2 separate regions of the Mus musculus genome follow, and region 1 is linked to region 2. A link is a contact called in public Hi-C data. All regions are on one chromosome and are shown on one strand. The core of a region is the stretch at or near the end of the contact, and the rest is flanking DNA. Distances in the headings are between cores, read along the strand shown.

Region 1 (6,395 bases), core at 3,468-5,967, 370 kb after region 2:
CTAGTTTTAAAGTAAACTTAAAATTGTTAGAAAGAGGAGGAAGAGCTATTGAGACTGTCAGAAATTGTCTTAAGCCCCATGTCCTACATACAGAGAAAGCATGCATCCAAGAAGTCAGGAGAAACATCTCACCAAGCTAGTTAGGTGCATAGCTGATCTCATAGCATAGATATAAACAGTCAGGCTACTGTATGTTTTCCCATACTGTGCTTCAGAAATGATTTTCAACTAAAGACTAAGAAGCCTCTGGAATGTTTTTTCCCTTTTGCAGGTCAGAGGTAAGGCAAGTCTTGCGACTGTAGCCAGTACTCCTTGAGTGTTTAGTCTGTGGAGAGTTGCCTGCGACCATACGTGGATTTCCCCCACCCATCCTCTCCTTCCAGACGCCCACATGAACCTTCAACATATTTTGATGAAAAAAAGGCAAAGATTAGGACAACACTTATCTACTGGGGACCATCAACTTGATAGCTGGCATTTGAGAGCCATTGGCACTGTGGTGTTCTGGTGGCAGACATGAAAGGCTCCTCTTCTGTTAGCTATTCATGTCCTCTCTCTCTCCTCACCATGTTAGGGACGCAATGGAAGCCCTCATGAGTGCTAGGCAGGTGCTCCAGCATGGGATCTTGTTCCCAGTCCCATGTAGCCCAGTTTCCGGGAAGGTTGGTTTTTAGCTAAGTTTTTCTTTGGAGCTTTTTGGCCCACCAGTTCACCTTTAGATAGAACAACCTGCCTCCTGTATGACACTTAATGGGATAAAGAAGCCCCAGAGTCAGACCCTGGAAAACACTGAGAATATTTGAACTGAATAATACAGTCATAGATCTAAGCAGCACATGTGTAATAAAAGTATACTTAAGGACTTTAAAGTGATAACATGTTGTATAATGCCACACACCCTTTCAAGGACTTAACTTTTCTGTTTGGACTTAACTTACATTGAAGGCACTTTTTGAACGGCCACTTCTTCACCAAAGCACCATCTAAACACAGACCCAGGGTGTGTGTGGGGGGAGGTATGTATGTATGTATGTATGTATGTATGTATGTATTTTCTTTAGATGCCACTTTAGGTAACATGAGGGTTAATATTTGAAAAGATTTGATCAGAACAAAGGGCTACAGTTTTTCTCTGGGGAGTTAGCTCCTTTAACAAAGATTCTAATCAGTGGAGGTGAGAGTAGTCAGGGAGTCAGCACAAACCTCTATTGGTGACTACCCGTTCTCCTTCCAGCTCAAGGACACAAGAAATTACTGTGTTCCTCTCAGCCGATTATCCAGTCATTTCTTTGGCTGAGCTCTCCTCTGCCCTCCACTCCTCTGAAGATATTTCATATAGACATTAATGATTCACCCCAACTGTTTTCTTCGCTATTCGTTTGCACCAGCATCCAGACCAGTGTTTGGGGACAGTGAGTTGACACCCTTCACCTTCAGTATTAGTCTTCATACTGTATAATTCTAGCTATGGGTTTGCTGGCCACTGGTCATGTGACTCCGTGCAGGCCTCTTTGGTTACTCCTTGATGTTTCCTGTATTATAAGATGCTGACAGTGAAGAAGATGTTGAGGCTTTGATGTGGCTTCAGAAATGCCTAGAAGGCACTGACAAAATAGCTTTAGAAGCCTATCTCTTACCAGTCAAATCTGAGACCCCTTGAACGAGGTGATGGCTGAGATCTTTCCAGCTCTATGGTGATACACTTTGGATATGGCGCCCACCTTTATTAGCCTGAAAGTCACAGGGTTTCCTTATCAGACTGTGGATCATGGGCTTCAGAACTTCATAGCAATGGACTTTCTGGAAAGCAGTGTCAGAGCTCCTGGGAATGAAAAGAGGCTGATCTGACCCATGAATCCCCTTTTACTGAAGCGCATTTGTAACATGTGTTCTGGAAATTTTCTGTGCTTAGCACCAACTGTTTTCAGGAAAATGGTTGTTTTCATACTGCTCAGAAAATATATCTGGTTAATTGGTCTGCAAATGCCAGTGTGAGATCAGTATGTGTTAGACTCTGTAGGTGCAGCTTAGTAGTAGGATGCTTGCCAAGCGTGACCAAGACCAGGATTTGAGCTCCAGCACTTCCAAAATAAAATTTTCTGTGTATGTTTGCATCACAGTATCTTTCTAAAAACAGGATTGCTAAAAAGTACCTCTTAGATGTTATAACAATCTAATTTTGTACAGTGCTGTGGTTCTGTGGCTTACATGACCTTTGCAGCCAAGAGCAGCAGTGGCCTTAAAAGCTCCTTTTCAAAAGCATCGTCCCAGCCCACTGAGCCACCTGTCAGAAGCACAGCCCTGGTGCAGAGTCAGATACTGCTCGATCTGTGAGCATGCCACAATGGCTCAAATAAAGACAGTATGGCTCCTTAAACTTTCTTATTATTGAAACGTTTTAACTTACTCATGAGTGGAAGGAACAGCATGACAAACTGCCATGTACATCAGCCCAGCTTGAACAATTAACATTTTGCTAAACTTGTTTCCTCTAGCCCCCCACTGTAATTTTGAAACATTTTAGAGAAGTTTAGACATTTTGTTGTTTTGACCATAAATATTTCAGTGTGCCTCTAACTTATAAGCATATTTTAAAATATATATAACCATCAGGCCATTATCATATGTAACAAAACTAACAGTAAATCTTGTAATAGTCCAAATTCACATTTCTCCAGCTGTCTCCAAGATTTCTTTCTAGACCTAGTCTCCTGGAGTCTAGCACTAGTTTTCAGGACCGAGTTAATAGCATCAAAAGAGCAGGTTCTTACCTTGGCCTCAGGCCTTGGGTGCAAGTGTTGTACCAGCCATATTTATGGTTAAGACATTGAGAATCTTTTAAAAGCCAGGCTTTGTGGAATGGGCTTTCTTTTTTTTTTTTTTCTTTTTTGTTAAATTCCAGCACATAGAAGGCAAAGTCAGGCAGCTCTCTGTGAGTTCAACCCCAAATAGTTCTAAGACAGCCAGAGCTACATAGTGTGGCCATGTAGTGTGGCTACATAGTGTATCCAGAAAAAAGAAATCTATTTAAAAATTTTCAACATTTATGAGCTAAAAGGTAAGCCAGAGAATGGAGGAAGACATCTCCAAAGACTATCTCAATATATCAGGATGTAAATGCAGATTAAAAACACATAAAACACTGTAATAGAAAAACTACCACATTAAAAGAATGGACAAAGTATTTGCTCATATGATTAACAGAAGATCTAAGGATGACAAGTGGGTATGTGAGAAGATAGCCAATATCTAGAGTTATCAGTAAAATACAAATTAGAACAGTGATGTATTTCTATAGACCTGCTAAAATGGCTGAATCACAAGACTGTTAATATCAATGGCTAATGAAAGGCAAAAAAAAAAAAAGTGTGGTTGCTTTGGTTGGAAAGTAGTATGGCAGTATCTCACAAAATTGTACATTCTGTGTAAGAGCCAGCAGTCTACTTCTCTTGTGTTTCTGCAAAAGAAATGATAGCATCATTTCCACTCCAAGATTTGCACTTGAATGGTCTAGTAGCAACATTCCCAGTACCTCTGGGATGACCACAGACATCAATCCACCTAGTGAATGAATAAATAGATTATAAATTGCTGTACATACATAGTGCGGACTATTACTCAGCAGCAAAAACAATGAAGTGGGAGTAGCCACCATGATTCTTTAAGCACTTGTTAGTCACACCCAAGCCTACCTCCCAATACAGTTATTTCTCCATTTTCATGAGAACTGCAAGCGTATAGTAACAGGAAGCACACTGGTGGTATCCGGGAGTGGGGTGAGGCAACACATGAACTGCAGAGACCTCTAGGCAGCCTGTCAGGGTGCTCGTGTTTGTCAGGGTGAGCACATTCTAGGTCTTGATTGTGGCAACAACATCCTGTGATGGTCATATAACAAAAAACTGTCAAAATTCTTGATCCATGCGCACAGTGAGTTACTGCTTTTATTTTAACATTAGCTGAAGACTGTTAACATTAAAGGCATGTACTTCCAGCCGTTTCCTAGGTCACTTCGGATAAAATGCATAAAGACTGGATTGCTTTTAAAGTAGAGGTACTGCACCAACCTAGGTTGCTAGAGTGGGCTGAGTGAACGGTAATTAATGAGAACAGGAGAGACAGCAGGATGTGTGACAGTTGTTACATGTGCACAAAATGCTAATTTGCCCCAAGAAGCCACGTTTTTAGCTTTTATCAACCTTATGTACCTTTGTGCCCATTTCTTTTATTTTCTGTGCATGAGGTATACGTGGTCACATGTGTGTGAGCACACGTGTTTATGCTTGTGTGTGGAGGTTCAATATTAACAATGCGTGTGTTGCCTGACCATTCTCCACTTTGTATATAGAGGCAGGGTCTCTCACTTGAGCCCAAGCTAGTCTACCTAGCTAGCTTGCTCAGGGGATTGCCTGTCTCCACCTCCTACTCAGGAACATTACAGGAGAGCCACCACACCCATCCAACATTTACACAGACAGTGGAGAGAGACCTGAACTGCCACTTTGTGCCCATTTTAACCAGCTTTTCTTCCTTAAGGATGTTGAAAGTGAAGGGGGAAAAGATAAAGGCAAGTGGCTGGCTCTAGGGGGACAGTTGTTGAAGAGAAAATGCCTCAGGTGGCTGTCACTTAGCTGGAGAAAGAGCAGCCACCTGCATAGGTACCTCCTCTTGAGCTGGGCTACACTCCTGGCTATTCTAAAGAAGAAAATCTCCTTTATATAAGTGTCCTGAATCATGTAGCCCTGCTTGTTTACATCCGAGGGAGACTCGGAATGTGACAGCATTTGCAATAGGGGTGTTTTATTTTTTTTAATGAGTGTTTTACAGAACTGTATTTTTAGCCACGTTGGCTCATGTTATGTAACCAAGACATCTCGTGGGACACTCTAAATAGAACCTGAAATAGCAAGAGATGACAAAAACTGGTAGAAGCTCGTTATCTACTGGGTTAATCTAACAGTAGATGATGCTCAAAAGCCGGAAGTCGCCTTCCCCCTTCCCTTGTGAAAATCAAATTGAGCCATGGAACCTGCAGTTTGAATTCACAGGTCTTAAATATAAGTAAGCTTAGGCTTCCAGTTCCTCCTTCCCCTAAAGTGAATTCTGACCTGAGAATGAGTTTTATTTATTGAGTGAGAATCTGGTGTGTCCTCTGTGCCACATACTTTCCTCAAGAGTCTAGATAGAAGACAGACAAGTAAAATGATGGTTAGCAAAAAGCAGCATTTGAGGTTGGGGAAATATTTCAGACAGTAAAAGCACTGGCCACTCTTCCAGAGAACCTGGGTTCAATTCCCAGCACCTTCATGGCAACTTACAACCGTCTGTAACTCCAGTTCCAGGGGATCTGGTGCCCTCATACAGACATACATGTAGGCAAAACATGAGTGGACATCAAAATAAATCTTAAAAAAAGAAGGAAGGGAGGAAAGAAAGAAAATAGTAGTATTTGAGCCAAGAGTGTAGTTCTGTGGGTAGAGCACTTCCCTAGCATACCGGGCCCTATAGGAATAACCAGGAAGTATGGTGGCATAGCGTAGGAGGAAACACTTTGCAAGTTCTTTGTAAGTAGGAATGACTTACCAGAAATAGTAATGGCTCGGCTAAACCCAAAATACACAGGAAGGCCAGAGAATTGGGGGGGGGGGGGTGCATAAGAAACATGAATGACTGGGAATCTAATGAGGTAAAAAAATCAGAACATCGTTTAGAGAAGTGACTGAAGAAAATGTCATTAGACCTGTCTTACTCTGTCACCTAGATGTCATGAAAACACAAATTCCAAAGACGTCTGTATTGTCTTTCCAGGAACACTAGAGCCACACTGGTCAGGCCTTCTGTGGACAGCCATGCTCATCTCTCTGGCCATTGTCATTGCTCTGCCCAAGCCCCACGGCATCCGGGCCTTAATTGCTTCTACAATCCTACGACTGATATTTTCAGTTGGGTTGCAGCCCACACTGTTTCTGCTGGGAGCTTTCAATGTAAGTATGAATCGCTTTGTAGTACAGTTCTCATATATGAGTAAGTAGGAATGCTTTCCATTTTGTCCCTAGCATCTTGACTTTGGTTTTCAATCTAGAAAAAAAATGCTATCAGTCTCCATCTTCCTTTGACCTCTTCAGGGTGAATTGAGTCTCCCGGGGCATCATTTGGGCCTCAACATGACCTTTCCTTGGGAGTATCCCTCTCAAGAGCTAGACAGGGACAGTAGCAGCCATCGAAGTTCAAGTTAGTTTGGTCAGTCTGACCAAAGGTTTGTTTAGACCATAGGTTTTTAGCCAGCAAATCAAACGATCAAATATTAACATAGCACTTGGTTCTCAAAGGGCTCACATAGAAAAGAGGGGAGAGGTTAGAGGGACTGTTCACAAACAGACAGAGCAAGTGGTGAG
Region 2 (6,754 bases), core at 990-3,489:
CCACATCCCCACTGGGTTTTTTTTTGGGGGGGGGGGGTGAGTGAGAAAGGCTCACTATATTCCAGGCTAGCCTCAAACATTTTATATATGAAAAACTAGAGAAAGTGGTTATGGGAATGAATGAATACACAGGGGCCGGGGAAGTCATCTGACTGCCCTATTTCAGGCTAGTGTCTGGAATGGGGACTTCGTCTTATAAGACTAAGATCTTAATTTTTGGGCTCTCGGCTAACACCAGGACATCAGAACTCCTGAGCTAAGATCACTGGTGTTGGAGAACTGCTGTAGTAAAATAGCACGTGCTTCCTGCCAGGAGAAAACATGTCTACATGTATACACATTGATGTCAGAAGCGGCATCAGATCCAGGTGTGATGACCCACGTCTGTAATAACAGCAGAGACAGGGCAGGAAGCTTTCAAGTGCCGGACCAGCCTGTAACACAGCAAGTTTATGGCCACATGGGGATATATAATACGACTCCCTCCCCATCAGCAAACAAAAAAAAAAAAAAAAAAAAAAAAAAAAAAAAAGAAAGAAAAAAGCAAGGAAAAGGAAAGGGAGAAGTGAAAGGGAGAGGAGAGAAAAAAGAGGAAAAGGAAGAAGAGGCAGCTACAAGAAACAGAAAAAAAAAAAAGACATACTAGCATTTGCCACCTCATTCTACCTGTATTTCTGGTAGCATAACGCAGGCCCCCTGTCAGCAAGGGCTTTGCTCTGTTCAGCACTTCACCATGAGCGTTCACATCTGAGACTGGGGATGTCAATAGACATGTACTGACTCCATGGCAACCACTCTACACTTAAATATCTGTGGAGTAACTGTCCGCCAGTGATTTGGGATTTGGCAAACAAGGGGAGTAAAGCTCAGAAACAAACCAACAAACAAAAGATGGAAAGGATCACTTTAAAATCTTACTTCTGCACAAAGTCAATTTGGTCTTAAACACACTGCAAAGTAGCCAGAGACATCTGCAGGATGAGCTAGACAGAAGTCAGGGCAGTACTGCAAGGACCTGAACCTGGGACCACAGAGCTCTGACCCTCACTCTTGATCTTGAGGTCCTTCATCTGTTAAGTTCAAGTGCTTCAGAGAGGCCTCGGAGGCCCTGCCTCCACTTCCATTCCATGGGAGCTATGCTCTTAGACGGTGCCTTTACCATACCACACTCTCACTGTCTCCAGAGAAACCGTGTATCCATTCTTCCAAAGATGCCAGAAAAGCAACTACAATCTTCTTTTAAATGCCTCATTCAATGGTTTCAACGCAACTCTGGTAAATGAGCGGTAATTTTAAAAATTAAGGATATGAAGAGTCTAAGTGCTAAAAACCAGTCAGCCTAAATACAGAGGCATTTTCCAGCCATTGCTGAAAGAAAACAAGTCACATGGATATCTGTACCAAGGCAACTGCTTTTCCATTGTCTAACGAAAGCAGTACACTGTTCTGTGACAGTGTCTCCTAAGGTATAGGTGCTCCTTCATGCTCAGAAAGCTGGGCTGATCCTGTACATCCAGGTGTACCCAATCCTAATAGATTTGCACTAACATGTATAGAAATGAGTTTCTGTCATTGTAAACAATACATACATCCTTTTCTAAAAGATTTATCTGATTTATATGAGTACACTGTACCTGTCTTCAGACATACCAGAAGAGGGCATCAGATCCAATTACAGATGGTTGTGAGCCACCATGTGGTTGCTGGGAATTGAATTCAAGACCTTGGGAAGAGCAGTCAGTGCTCCTAACCACTGAGCCATCTCTCCAGCCCATGATGCATACATCTTAAAGAAAGGTGACTTCCAGTTGAACCCAAATGAACCATGGAAATCACAGGGTACCAGCTACACTGACTTAACAACCTGCTCCAAAGTCCATCACTTCTACTTCTCAGAATAAGACTGTGAAAGCCCTGGTCCTGCAAGCCAGGTCAGATAGGGTTCTAAGCATCCCTTAAAGTGGAAATGATGAACCATTCCATTTTCCTAGGGACTCAACACATTCTCATGCAACCCCAGTGCTCTGCCTGATACTTCATCAACAACTTAAGGGAGAATATAACAATTAGCTTATACCAAATGGCATTTTAACTTCGACATTATTTTCAAAGAACTACTTAAAGATTTCTGTGATTTTATTTGGACAGTCTGAAAATGCGTAAGTGCTAAGCGCCCAGTGCTGTGAACTGTCTCACTGGATGAGATGCAGTGTTTACTTCCTGTACTGGGTATGAAGTAGAGGCTGCCCACGGGAAGAAGTGTTATTTATAACTACATGCTAACAGATGGCATAGCTCTTCTCCACATCTCTAAAAGGGTCCAGAAAAAATCTCTTCCATGTATTAGATTTCAGAGTAAGGTGTACGCTTGTAGCTTACAAATATTTCTTTTAAACTTTGATTACATTAAAACACTAGTTATAATTAGCATTTATGACATGCTTACTACACACCAGCTTTACACTAAACATTTTCCTCATAGTACCAGGAAAACCTCTCAAGAGACTGGAAAAAAAGACTATTTCTTTGCTTTTTCTAATTCCTCTTACTTACTTAGTGTTTGTGTGTGCACGTATAGTTGAGCAAGGCGGTGACACAGCCTGGGGTGGTAAAGGCACAGTCTAAGAGACCTCCGAGGCCTCTCGGAAGCACTTGAGCTTAACAAGTGAGCGGCCTCAAGACCAAGAGTGAGGATCGGAGCATTGTGGTCCCAGGTCTGGGTCCTTGCAGTTCTTCCCTGACTTCTGTCTAGCTCATCCTGCAGATGTCTCTGGCTACTTGTGTTTAAGACCAAACTGACTTAGTGCTTTTGTAGACATAAGATTTTTAAGTTATCCATTTGGACAGCACACATGGACGTCAGAGGAAAAACTTCAAGAGTCTGTTTTCTTTCCATCCACAATATAAAGATCAAACTCAGCCTATCAGGCTTGATGACAGCAAGCTGACCCTCTGAGCCATCTCCTCGGCCCAGACTACTATTTCTTCACTAACAGACAAAGAAACTGAGTAAATGCATTAAAACCTGCCTCAGTCTATTCAACTAGTGGGTGGCTACACTGGGATCCATCTTTAAAACTAAATTATTCCAAACATCACGCTATACTGCGTCCCTGCACATGACTAAATAAACATGCATTCCTAAGTGCTTAGGTGTGTTCACTTGCTTTTCAAACATCTCCACTGCATGAATTAAAGATGCTATGTCTACAAACGCCCAAAACTTTACACACAAATGGAACATGAGGAGATTTCTGATAAATGTTGCTAAATAAATGAAATACCAACATTGCTCAGTATCTGGGGAGGATTGGACCCAGGACCTCCTGAGGAACTCAAATCCACATCCTTTATGCAAAACAGAGCAGTGTTGGCATATAACATATACATCTTGCTATGTAGTTGGCATCATCTCAAGATTTCATATAATTTCTGACATCACAGACATTACCCAAATCTCTATCATGCTACATTGTTTGAGAAATAATAAGACCAAAAGGTCTGGGCAGTTTTGGGTACAATTTTTCAGGTTAGTTAATGGAACCCTTAGATGCAGAACTTTTTTGATATCAAGGGCTATCTCCATGAACTCACGCCAGAGTGACGTGTGATGTACGTACACATGTATTAAAAATGGGTCCACAGAACCACGTCAAAAAAAAATCACAGTATAACCTGATTAAGAAGAAAAGATAATTTGACTGTTCTATTTTCTCATCAGGCTTTATTTCAGAGCCTTGAGGGAAAGAACAAATGAGTCACTGTGTGGCAGAGGGAAGGCACTACAAGGAAGATACAGAAATGAAGTGACACACTGCTACTTTATCCTTCATTAACAAGTTAGGTGCCAGAGTTAACAACAACAACAAAATCCAAGAATTTGCCACATCGGTAATTTTAATAGTAACCTAGCAGAAGTAAGAGCTGGAGATGGCAGGAAGGCCAGGATTCTATGCAGAATCATAGACACTGCAGACATAACTTATCCCTCCCCTTTGCTTTTGGAAAGAGGTGCTCATGACACAGCAATTCATGCCTCCTAAATCATCTTGCATATTCTTAACACTTCCTGGACTAACATATGTAGCTTGTGACTCAACATTACTACAAAGAAGTAAGTAGCCCTTTGTATTGTGCATTTGAAATAAAGTCCAGTAAACCTGAACAAGTCTGGGGATTGAAAAAGCTGGAATTGAGTCCTGACTACAAATGAGGCTCAAAGGCCAGGTGAAGTCAGCACATCTCTCCACTCCATGAATTACCATGAAAAATGGTTCTGAGAACACAGACCTTCTTTCACACAGTTAGAAAGATTTTAAGGATATGATGTGCGTACATTCGTGTGTGTGTGTGTGTGTGTGTGTGTCTGTGTAGAAAAAGAGAGGTGGGGGAGGGAATGAAGGAGAGATAGAGATAGGCAGACAGACACATAGACAGATGACAGACAGATGGATGAGTGGGTGGGTGGGTGGGTGGATGGATGGATGGATGGATGGATGGATGGACATAGATGGATAGTGCTACAGCACTTACACAGCTGTGCTTAAGAAAGCACTCTAATTCATGGAAACGAAACTTGCATCAAAACAATGCACACCCACTTTGACTTTGACTTTCATTCTCAATAAAAGTACTACACAACTTTATATGATTTTGTTTAAGCCAAAATACAGGGCTTGGTACATGTATAGTGGTAGACTGCTTGCCCAAGCATGCATGAAGTCTTCGGTTATATCTTCAGCAACACATATACAGCAAATCAAAACCGAGTTCACCATCTTCAGCCACATAGAGGAATAGAAGCTATTAGGTCCAAATGAAGTTCCAATTCCAGACCCCAAAAGGCAGTCCAAATATCCAGAAATGGGCTCAACATGGATGTTGGGAGAATTTCTGGTAGTTACATAAAAGCCAGCATTCCTCAGGAACTTGTGAAATCAGTTCCCTATCAAATGGACTCCTTTGCCTTATCACTGGCTGATGGGACAAATGGCTATTTATGGTGCCTAATAACATATTAAAGCAGACCAGACGCTGGCTTACAGGCTCCCTCAGGACAAGTACCTGCAGCACATTTCAATGTCCAGGCTGGCATCTAGCCCTTCTAACCTCCTCCCCTACCTCACACTCCCTCCCCAGAGCTCCTCATTCTCCTTATAACCCTGCAATTCAGTCTGTCTGTCTATCAATCTATCTTTCTTTCTATCTCTCTCTCCCTCCCTCCCTTTCTCCTCTTCCTTCTTCCCTCTTCCTCCCTCTCTCTCCCTCCTTCCTGCTCCTCTCATTCTGTTTTTTCTACTCCCTGCTGGTCTCCCTTCTCTCAGAGCCCAGGCCAGGTCTCATGGCCATGTTTATTTCTATCTCTTTCTGCTCTGGACTTTCCCAGAAGCCTCTAGCTGTTCTCTCATTCATGTTTCTCTCTCTCTCTCTCTCTCTCTCTCTCTCTCTCTCTCTCTCTCTCTCTCTCTCTCTCATATCTACAACAAAAACCTCCCCTTTAACCATTCCAAGGAGCAATTATGTCATTATGTTATACAGAGGTCAGCCTGGACTGCAAACAATCCTATCTCAAACTTAACAAACAAAACCCCAAAAGGATGAACACAAATCTATAAGCTCACATGGAGGCCTGCTTCTAGCTGAAAGAGATGGCAGCTTTCTGCAATGATTCCACTTCGGCTTGATCAGTACTCAAGGAAAAAAAATGTCCACAAGTATGAGTTGATCATATATAAGAAATTATAAATATATATATATATATATATATATATATATATGTCAGAATCTAACATATGCTAATCTGTGTTGACTTGAGAATAATAAAGCAGAGCTCCACCTGCAAATGTACAACAAAAAGTCAGATCTGACAAAGTGTTGAGGCTATGCTACTATTTAAGGCTCAGTCACAAATGAGACATCTATACCAACAGCCTCTGTCTCCCACACCAATGGCTCAAGAAACATGAGCAAACAGAGGACAGAAGATAGTAAGAGCCAGAGGATGAGAAGAGAGCTGTGAGATGCTGCCTTCTGGATGCGACATACTCATGGACTCACTGTAGACACAAGTTGCCTACATAGGACCAAGTCAACAAGACCTCTCAACATTCTAACAGGAAACACCGACTGAACCCACTGGGTTACTGGTGGGAGTGCTCACATGATGGGATGAGGATTAGGAGTGGCCAGGGGGGATGGAAGAGGGGAGTTTGAAATGAACATGGTCAAGATGCATTATTCACATGTATGAAACTGACTAAGAATTTTTAAAAGGCATTCTATTTTTTAAAAATCCATGTATTAGATTTCAGAGTATAGTGTATGCCACGGAGTGGCATGTTGGGTTGACTGAAATATTGAGAAAAACCATCTACCCACTGAAGTCTCAGGAACAAAGAGATGGTCAAGAGGCCCACAGAGATGGCAAGTCTGGTGGAAACAGTCTGGCCCTCAGTACAGTGCTAAGCTGTCAGCCCACTCACCATCCAAACCAAGATAAGACAAAGCAGCCTCAAGCAAATGACCCAAGATCTAAGCCCAAATTCTACCCAGAATTCAATGCCCCGTCCTGTCAGAGTTATAGGCACAACTAAGGGGGTCAGAGGCTCTGGTTATCTTTGTTGGTCCCCACGAGCCTATTTAGGTTCAGAAAGGGACAAAGAAGGCGTAAAACACTTTCAAATGAAAACTGCGTATCTGGGTTTAGGGTCTAGATTCTAGGCGAGGTCTAGGTTAAGGCATTAGTAGGGAGAAA

What was found. Hi-C and Micro-C count contacts between places; a contact is called where the count stands out from the background.
Region 1: a Hi-C map of cortical neurons shows a contact between it and region 2, with 4 times the contacts expected there. The contact joins two enhancer-like sites. A contact is called at or near these places in 1 of 484 Hi-C or Micro-C datasets (cortical neurons) and 2 of 9 other capture datasets (adipose tissue and liver).

What each region holds. Positions count from the first base shown.
Region 1 is chr6:108,500,069-108,506,463 of GRCm38.p6, forward strand. It overlaps Itpr1 (inositol 1,4,5-trisphosphate receptor 1), which reads left to right. Exons shown (of 62, transcript NM_010585.5): 54 at 5,809-5,984. Among named protein-coding and RNA genes, the nearest start is that of Mir7661, 14 kb to the left of the region's middle. Within about 2 kb of position 4,718, at least 71 of the 459 cell types and tissues checked have an H3K27ac peak or open chromatin away from gene starts, as enhancers often do. A contact at or near this core is called in cortical neurons, where this site is marked.
Region 2 is chr6:108,128,707-108,135,460 of GRCm38.p6, forward strand. All of the region lies in intron 7 of Sumf1 (sulfatase modifying factor 1), which reads right to left. Among named protein-coding and RNA genes, the nearest start is that of Sumf1, 53 kb to the right of the region's middle. Within about 2 kb of position 2,240, at least 11 of the 459 cell types and tissues checked have an H3K27ac peak or open chromatin away from gene starts, as enhancers often do. A contact at or near this core is called in cortical neurons, where this site is marked.